2 separate regions of the Pan troglodytes genome follow, and region 1 is linked to region 2. A link is a contact called in public Hi-C data. All regions are on one chromosome and are shown on one strand. The core of a region is the stretch at or near the end of the contact, and the rest is flanking DNA. Distances in the headings are between cores, read along the strand shown.

The links. A called contact is a pair of places that touch in the nucleus more often than the background predicts.
Region 1: a Hi-C map of stem cell-derived neural progenitor cells shows a contact between it and region 2, with 7 times the contacts expected there. The contact joins two enhancer-like sites. A contact is called at or near these places in 1 of 7 Hi-C or Micro-C datasets (stem cell-derived neural progenitor cells) and 1 of 1 datasets of contacts at active chromatin or transcription factors (stem cell-derived excitatory neurons).

The regions. Positions count from the first base shown.
Region 1 is chr19:94,883,191-94,887,802 of NHGRI_mPanTro3-v2.0_pri, reverse strand. It overlaps the pseudogene LOC101058599. Among named protein-coding and RNA genes, the nearest start is that of ACTG1, 32 kb to the left of the region's middle. Within about 2 kb of position 2,697, at least 17 of the 24 cell types and tissues checked have an H3K27ac peak or open chromatin away from gene starts, as enhancers often do. A contact at or near this core is called in stem cell-derived neural progenitor cells, where this site is marked.
Region 2 is chr19:94,736,652-94,741,421 of NHGRI_mPanTro3-v2.0_pri, reverse strand. No RefSeq gene overlaps it. Among named protein-coding and RNA genes, the nearest start is that of SLC38A10, 45 kb to the right of the region's middle. Within about 2 kb of position 1,656, at least 8 of the 24 cell types and tissues checked have an H3K27ac peak or open chromatin away from gene starts, as enhancers often do. A contact at or near this core is called in stem cell-derived neural progenitor cells, where this site is marked.

The sequences.
Region 1 (4,612 bases), core at 1,448-3,947, 150 kb before region 2:
GTTCGTTTCTCACAGCGCCGCGTGCCTGCCTGCAGGCAACCGAGCCACGCACGCCGAGGCCGCCCCACCGCCCGGGGCCTGAACGCGCCGGCCCAGACCGGCAGCCCCCTCGGATCCTAAGACCTCTGCACCGCAGCGCAGGTGTGGGGGTCCTCAGCCGGCGCCATCCAAGCAAGAGCCGAGAGCGCGAGCGCCACGCCTTCCCCCACGCTCTGCCCTGCGCCCCTGGCTGGCGGTCCCTCCTGCAGCAGCTGGCCTGGAATTCGGGCAGCGGAAGGGGCTGCACCCACGCGGGGCTCACGCCATGGATGTGGGCGCTGGGAGGGTCTCCGGCTGTTTCCTGGTGCTGCCCAAGAAGCAGGTCCCTCGGCCAAACCAGCCCCTGTTCTGGTGCCGGCCGGTGCCCTCAGCCTGCGGGCCTAGAGGCCAGAGTGCTGGCGGATGGGCAGGCCCTGACCACGCCGTCCTCCCTGGGAGCTTACTGGTGAGACGCTCGTCTGCCTCAGGGGGCCCAATAATGGTCACTTGACATGAAGGGACAGAGATGGTCTGTCCAGGGTGACGGTGACCACTGTCCTGGCATGTGACGGAGCCCAGGCCCTGGGCAAGCGCCATGCTGAGAGGGGCTGGCCGCCCGCTGCCGGTGGCCTGACTCAGGAAACCTCGCTCCCCTGAGCGGCAGCTGGAGGAGAGGCGGCGGCAGTGGACCTCCGGGGACGGATTGGAGGGGTGGCCCTGCGGCCCTTGCTTGGGCAGGAGGGACGCTGCAGCAGCTGCTGGAGTTCCCAGGCAGGGGCTGTCCCTCGGTCAGCTGGGTCACAGAGCAGCCGGCGCCTGCGTCATTCTCAGCCTGCCCGAGGGGGAGGCTTCCGCTCCAGGTGGGTGACCCGGGGCCCTTGCTATTACCCCCACAATGTTTCCTCTTTCCTCTCTGCCTCCTCCAGCCTCCCTAGGCAGCCTCCTCTCTTTCTCTGCTGGAGCCTCCCAGCTTCCGGAGGCCTCCTTGTGAGAGCAATAAAATGCCTTTGAAAGGAGGCTGGGATGTCCAAAGGGTCATCACAGGGCTGGGGGCTGAGAAGCCCAGAGGTGGCTGGGTAGGAGACACAGGCCTTGGCGTGCTTTCAGGGGACACATAACAGGGACAGTCCCCACTGACTTTCCTCCCACTCCACCTCCACTAACTCACCTCCCTCTTGTCAACATGGGGGGTCTCCTGCCCTGGAACATTCAGGGAAAGAGGTGCGTCTGAACCCCGCCTGGGGAGACAGACGCCCTCAGGCTGTCCTCTTGGCTCCGCTCCCCTCTTTCCTCCTGTTCACCGCTCCCAGCCACCCCGATGGGGCCTGTTTAATTGATTCAATTTGTTCAACAGTAAAAACACTCCACAGATGTCAGCCTCCCAGCACCCCACCCCTTGGGAGCCGCAGACACCTGCCAAGCCTCTGGGGCTGGGAGTCCTTCCATGGGCCACTAACACCAGGATCTGGGGGAGGCCTCTGGGCCTGGGAGCTCGCGCGGGTGCCCCCGCTCACCAGACCAGAGCAGCCACTTCAGCCCAGGGACTGCTCCGTCAATGGCACCAGTGGCGTTCTGAACAGTGATCTGATGCAAATGTGTCCTTCTGAAGGATTTAATGTTTTTAGACTCCCAGGTCTGGGAGGATGACCTTGGAGATGAGGTCAAGCTACCATCCCAGGCCCAGGCCACTCACTGTCAGGGCCCCACCTTCTTCATCAACCTGGGCTTCGGGGGTTTTCCAGGTAATCAGTGCTGGGAGGGGGACTGAGGGCTCCCAGGGTCCTGATCCTGTCCCCTGCAGGGAAGAGGCCCCTCGCCTACAGATTGGGAGCCCTGCGTCCACAGCTTCAGCGCGGTGGCCCGTCCTACTCCCAGGGATGTGTGTGGCCACAGCCACGCTGGGAGATGCGCTCAGGTGTTGTCTAAGGGAAGACGTGGGCCTGGAGGTCAGGAGACCCAGGCTGAACCCCTGACGCCCCTGCGCGGACCACAGCCCTCTCTCCCTGTGAAGGTCCCTGGTCCCTGGGGCCACCACTTTCCACCCCAGAGGGAGGCCCCTGCGATTGATTGATTGGTTGGTTGAGTGACTGAAGCGGGGGACGGTTTAGGGGAGCATTTGCACAGCTGGCCAGGCTGTGACTGTGGGGGCCTCTGCCCACCCCCATCCAGCCCCACCTTGGACGAAGACGCCCCAGCCGTGATTAGGAGAAGGCTCACCCTGAAAACGGTCTCAGGTTAGAGTTACCAGGACACCTGCCTCTCCAGCTTGGGGGTCTCTCACGTGCCCCTCTCAGGCAAGATCGGGCCTATCATTGGCTTAGGTTTTAGGAAGGTCCCAAGCTCATTTGCCAAGGGCTGAGCTTCTCCATAACTCCCAGGACACGGAGAAGACAAGGGGAGGGAAACTGAGGGACGGAGATAAAAGCGCTCGTCCCAGCGAAGGACCCGCGCTTCAGGCGCTGGGCCCGGGCGCCAGTGAACAAGCTGGGGGTGGGGCGTCGGGCCGTGCCCCCGCCCTCCGGACCCCCAGCGCGGACCCCTGCTCCGGGGCGGGGGCGCTCACAGTCGCGCGAACCCGGAGGTGCGGAGAGAACAAAAGGGGTCCCGCCCCCTCCCCCGGGCCGGCCCGCCACAGCCAATCGGCGCGGCCGCTATCGCCTCCGCTCTCTGATTGGCTGTGCGGCGGCCAATCGGGTGAGGGGGCCGCCAGCCCGTGCGGCCCCACGTGGGGCGGCGCGAGCTGCTGTTAGAGGACCGCAGCGGGCGGGGCGCGCGGTTCGATCGCGCGCTGCGCGCCGCGGGGACGCGGTCCGCGCCACCCCCAGCCGTCCCTGCCGTCCCGAGGCCCCCAGCGAGCGGCGCCGTGGCTTCGGGCGCGCGGGGCTCGGGGCCATCGCCGGGTGCTGTGCGGTTCCCGGCTCGGAGGCGCTGGGCCGGCGTCGCGGCTGCCCCCTGCCCACGCGGGAGGGAAGCGAGCGGCGCTCAGGGACCAGGAGCGAAGGCCTTGCCACCTGGCGAGGCGGGGAGGCCAAGGTGGGCTGTGGAAGGAAGAGGCGGGCCTGCCGCTGGTGGTGGTGGGATCAATTCATTCATTCATTGAGTCCGTCATTGACACCTCCTACTCCAGGGCCCTCGGGACACAGACAGCGGTGGCCTCAGCGGAGGCTTGGGGGCTAGCCTCCCCCTAGTTTCCATTAGTCTCCCCTCCAAACTACTTCAAGTGGAACGTACAAGCATGTTTTTTGATATGGGCAATTGACACAGTCTTACATTTTTATGGCACCCTCAGACAGGGTATTTGAGGAGAGTTGAATAAATGGAAAATACGTGAATTAAAGGAGAGCTGTGCAGTACCCAGGGCCAGCAACAAAGGGGAGCTGTTACCCCCTGAGACCTGGAGGGCAGCTGGAGCCACAGGAGAGGCCGTCTCCAGGAGCCCTGACCTTGGAGAGGGACACAGCGACCCGGCAGGGAGGAGCTGCTGCTGTACACTGACCTCACCCCTCCTGACTGCTTGGCTTGTCTACTGGCTACGCATTGGCTGAACTAGGTGGAGGCCAGGGAGCAAGGAGGCCCCATGGATCCTGTACCTACGGTCAGCTTCCCGGGGCACAGAGCAGGGGCTGGCATGGGGCAATGGGAAGATGTCCAGCACCTGTTTTGAAGTGTGAATAAAAGCATCGTAGAAAACGTTGCTGTTTTGCTTTGTTTTGTGGATGTGTAGCCCACGCAGAGGCAGCCTAAGATGGGGCACGACCAGGCTGGGCCCCGCCTCTTGCAGATCCACTAGGAGCCACCCCAGAGCCAAGGGGACCTTCCTTGGAGGGTTTCCCATCCTGAAAGTGATGAGTCACAAAACGAGGCAGGACTGAGGACGAGGAATGCCCCGTGTCAGCGCACGTGCACGGTGTTGTTCAGGCCCTCTTCCTAGGGGTCCTCCTGGATGCTCCAATGCTTGCCCATCTTGGCAGCTGTCACAAGCCACTGCTGGGACTGTAATTCCCCGGGGCAGGGACTGATCCTGTTTGCTGTTGCCCCTTCATGGGGCCTGTATCTGGAAGGAGGATGAATCTGCCTGTGTGAGGCCTGAGATGGGGGCTTCCCTCTGAGGCAGGGGACATGTATTCACTCATCAAACCTTCTCAGGGGAGCCTTTGTCTGCCAGGTTGGGCTTAGCCCCAGGAGCCCAAGGAAGAAAGGATATAGTTCAGACTTGGAGACATGTGTGACCCAACAGTGCAGCCATGCACAAGTTCCTGATAAGGTGGCTTGGGCCCAGGTCCCCTGAGAGGCTCAGGAGGGGGAGGACTCTTGGATAATGAGGAGAGAGGGGGTGGCACTTGAGGTGGCTTTGAAGGGCAAGGAGGAGTAGGAGTGGTGGAGAAGCTGAAGAAAAGCAGGGGGCAAGGAGGTGCCACCATGGGGATCAGGGACGTGGCGTCCGGGAGAGTGTGGCTGTGCACAGCTGGGCCTCTGCCGCAGGCATCAGGAGGCTGGGGCGAGGCACCCCTGTCCCTGGCTTCTCCGCCTGTGGTATGGCGATGATGATAGGGTTGTTGGGCAGGGTGAGGGGATGTAGGTGACGTGCAGCACA
Region 2 (4,770 bases), core at 407-2,906:
GCGGGACCCAGCTCCCACCGCGTCCTCCACTGGAGCCCCTTTCGGCCCCTCGGCGAGTGCGGCCCGTGGGGAGTGGGCGTCGGCGCGAGGAAGTTCCCCGGCCCGGGCGACCCCCGCTTCTGAGCCGGCCCTCCCCACGTCGCCGCCCGCCAGGCCGACGGAGGACCGGGGCGGGGACGGGGATCTCAGCGGCCCATTCTGCTGTCACTTCTGACCTATTCTCCAGCAACGGCGCGTCCCCCCCTCGGCTTTTTCGCGAGGTTTGTTGAAGACGGATTTAGCCCCCGCAGAGCTGGGGAAGGACGGATGGACGGAAGGCCCAGCGCGGCCCACCCCTTCCCCTCGTCGTCTCCCGGCTGGCAGGAGCCGCAGCGACAGCCTCGGGGAGCGGGGCCTGCCCCAAGACCCCCTTCGCGACATCGGGAGCCAGGCGTGGCCGGAGGGACCGCGGCTGCTCCACGTGGCTCCCGCCGGCCGCCACCCCGCGCGGGGAGGACGCGTGCGTGCGGTGCGTGGCCGGCGGGCTGCGGGGACGCGCTTGAAATTAAATCTTCGCAGTGCCTGACCTTGTTTTTTCCTCGGCCCTGATAACTGCAGCAGCTGTTTTTTCCAGAATCCCTGCTGCTGGGGGAGGGGCGTTATTATTATTTTTGGTTGTCACAACCTCCTGGAAAAATTCCCTGGCCTCAGAAAGTGTAACAATGGCCTGGCGGATTTCTGGAGGAAGCGCCCCCTCCTCTGCTTTCTGCAGGGACACTTCTGCCCTCGAGCTGCAGTGGGGACCTCCTCCCCTGCTCTGGCCCTATAGCCCCCTCCCCGGCCTTCAGAGCCTTACATCAGGCTCCTAAGTACGTGGCCTTGGGGTCCTGCGGGCCCCTTCTGCTTGCCGTCCCTGCCCCTGGTCACGCCTGGGAAAGGTTGCAGCTCTGAACTGGGGAGAAGCTTATAGTCTCCAGCACGAATGAGGCTTGAGGGGCACGAGGCAGAGGCCTGGACACCCCACCCACCCGGAGCCAGTGACCCTCACCCAGTGCCTCCTTTAAGATACCACTGCAGGCTGGGTACGGTGGCTCACGCCTGTAATCCCAGCACTTTGGGAGGCAGGTGGATCACTAGGTCGGGAGTTTGCGACCAGCATGGACAATATGGTGAAACCCCATCTCTACTAAAAATATAAAAATTAGGGCCGGGCGCGGTAGCTCACGCCTGTAATCCCAGCACTTTGGGAAGCCGAGGCGGGCGGATCACGAGGTCAGGAGATGGAGACCATCCTAGCTAACACGGTAAAACCCCGTCTCTACTAAAAATACAAAAAATTAGCCGGGAGTGGTGGCGGGCGCCTGCAGTCCCAGCTGCTGGGGAGGCTGAGGCAAGAGAATGACTTGAACCGGGGAGGCGGAGGTTGCAGTGAGCCGAGATCACACTACTGCACTCAAGCCTGGGCGACAAAGTGAGACTCCATCTGAAAAAAAAAAAAAAGACACCACTGCCCAGCCGTACTTGGAAGACATGTCTCCTCCCCAGGAATCCTGCTGTGTTTGCTTTTGGGGTCAGTGCTAGTCCAGAAGCCGTTAAAGATTAACCGGCCTGGGCCCTGGGGTAGAAGAGGAGGCTGAGGAGGGGGAGGGGAGGGGAAGGGGCTGCCGCACAAGTGGTGCCTGATTCCTGGGCCACTCCCTGGCAGCCAAGTGGCTGCTGGGCTCTGCACACAGCCCATCCCTCCCAGTGCTGCTGCCCGCGTTCCAGCCTGCCCCCACCTGCCTGGCTGTGCAGTGGGTTCAGGTGGGAAGCAGTTGCTGGGCCCACCTGTCTGGCAAGGGCAGCTGGGGAGCCCTGGCTGCTTAGCACAGGGGTGACCCCAGCTTCTGGCTCACACATCCCTGCAGACTGTGGGTGCTTAGTGTGGAAAGAGGAAGGACCTCTGCCCTCCCGGCCCTTCCTCCAGTGGGACGAGAAGCCCAGGAAAGAGGCTGAACCCAGGAAGGGCTCTGGGCAGCCTGGCCAGCCGGTCTCGCAGTGTGTGGCTGGTCTTGGCCTCCTGTTCTGCTTCCCTGTCACGGGGGTCCAGGGTGTGTGTATGTGTGTGTGTGTGTGTGCACCATACAGCCAATCCTGCGCCTGCATCTCCTTCTCCTGCATGGGCCCTCCTTGATCAGGAAGGGGAGGCAGGAGGATCTCAGCCCCCACCTCATTCTACCCCAGTGGGAGTGGCCTCTTCATGTCCAGTTGGTCCCAGGATCCCCTAACCCATCATCATCCTGGGAGGAGGGCAGTGGCTCCTCCCAGCGGAGAGCTCCAGGACCCGCCCTGCCCTGTGGGCGGCAGGGCCCTCCTCCTAAGCTCCTCTTCCTGCCCATAAATGTATTTACACTTGTATTACCCCAGGTACGTGGCTGTGACAATGGCATCCCCAGCCTGCATGGAGGACAGGAATTGAACTTTAGTCTCCAGGCAATGAAGGTGCAGGGACTACACTTTATTAATGGTTGTTATGTAATAAAAAACGATAAAATGGCCCCTATTTGTAATTTTTAAATGCAATTTGTTTTAATTTACGTTTCTGAGTACTTCTGGGGCTTGATGGGGGCTGTTGGGACATTGCTGGAGGGGCTGGGCCACAGCGCCTCCATTAGGAGGCACCGGAGATGAGATGAGCCTGGGGTGGCGGGAAGTGCTGGGGACATGGAGGGCACAGCCATGGCCTTACTCTGGCAGGAGACGAATGTTCTGGCTGCCTTTTAAAAAGCCGTGGCCTTGCCCTTCTGTCCCTGGCCACTACAGAGTGGGCCTGGGGAAACATTCCTGAACCAGACATCCGGAAGCCTGCTGGGCAGGACCATTTCCCGGGGATGCTGCGACCTTGGGTACGGTGGCTCCCCTCACTCCCCACACCCCCACAGGCATCTGGGCAGGTCCCTTGGGTCCAAAAGCAGCTGGCCCAGTGCCTCTGGCCCCCTCATCAGGAGCCCTGCCTTCGATCTGGCCACAGAGGAAGCAGCCTCGTTGTGTGGGGATTGGTTATTTCTTCTAGCCTTGGGAGGGTCCAGTGTCCCTTCTGGCGCTATCTGCCCAGCCAGGGCCCCGTAGTCAGTGCCAAGGCCTGAGGGCCCAGAAGCCTCTCTAGGTGGGTCTCCTTGGCTTCCTTCTGCACCTGGCATCTGCCTCCCTGAGGCTGCACACCCACTGTGCGGAGGCTGCTTGGCTGGGAAGGGGCGCCATCCTGCTGCCCCCTCCCCAACCCACACACAGACCTCAGAGCAAGGCAGGAGCCGAGATTGTGACAGCAACATTTCACCGCCAGTGACTGAGCCAAAGCAAACCGCATCAGATGCATGGTCAGAGAGGGGGAAGAGAGGGGGAAGGCCTTCTGGGGGAGTGTGGAGCCCAGCATCGGCGGCGGGGGGGGGGGGCCTGGCTTTGCACAAAAGAAGGGGCCGGGCCTGGTGGCTCATGCCTGTCATCCCAGCACTTTGGGAGGCCAAGGATCGAGGATCACTTGAGTTCCAGAGTTTGAGACCAGCCTGGGCAACATAGGGAGACCCCCATCTCTACAAAAAATAAAATAAAATTAGCTGGGCTTGGTGGCACATGCCTGTGGTCTCAGCTACTCAGGAGGCTGAGGCAGGAGGATTGCTTGAGCCCAGGAAGTTGAGGCTGCAGTGAGCCGTGACCATGCCACTGCACTCCAGCCTGGGAGACAGAGCAAGAATTTGTCGCAAAAATTAAAAAAAAAAAAAACAAAACAAACAAACAAACAAACAAAAAAAACAGAAGAAAGTGAGAAGGACCAGAGCTGGGGACTGTTGGATGGGAAGATGCCCAGCCGTGGTGGTCCCAGGATCTGCCTGCTGCCCTCAGCCCCTTTTATTTCAGACCCATCAATAGCCTGTGTGTTCAGCGTGCAGATGTGGACACTGTCAGAGCCAGGGCCCCCAGGCGCCCCTGCATCCCCACCCCCAGACCTCACGAGTTTCAACCAGATGCGGTGCAGCCCTTGTGGGGCCACCCTTGGTATGGTGGGCGGGGCCGCTGCAGGGTACCTCCTCGTTCCACTTCAGGCCACTCCCAGCCAGTGGCCCCGGCTCTGGCTCTGTCCAAGGCCACCCCACCCCCGCTCCTGAGGATGGAGTCTGCACCTGCTGCCCCTCCCACCAAGGACCATCCCAGTGCCTCTCCCTCCCTTTGCCTTTTATTTTGGGAGCCTCAGCTTGCCAAGTTAATTGGCAAACTTTCCCAGAAGTAAACTTGAGGGATAGAAATTAATAATTTTCCCGGAGTTGCGTTCATTGCTAATCAGGCCAGCTGGGAGGAGGGGGCCTGGGTGCATCAGAGGACCCCTGCAAAGCCATTAGCACAAACAAGATCTAAGGGTGAGGGGTCCCCCTTGCAATTCAGCAGCTCTGCAGCCCCAGTGCCCAGGTGCAGGAACACGGGGGGCACAGGGTGAAGGCAAGGGCACCTTGGAAGGATTCCAGCCATTCTCACACCCACACCTGGGCCTAGGCAAGCAGTTCCCCTCTTGCCGTGTGGCCTGGGCCGGATGGGGTCCCCAGGGTCTCTCACTGACCCTGGAAAGGCCCACTTGAGTGAGACAGGGAAGGGTGTGAGCCCTGACTGAAGCTCAGGCCAGGCGGGGGATGCGCCCTTGGGGAAGGGGCCTGAAAGGAGAACCAGGAGTCCAGAGCAGGGCCCAGCTGGGACCCAGGCAACCCGCCCCGACTTTGGAGCCCTCCTTTTGGAGACAAGTGCCAGCCCACCAAAGGGTGCACA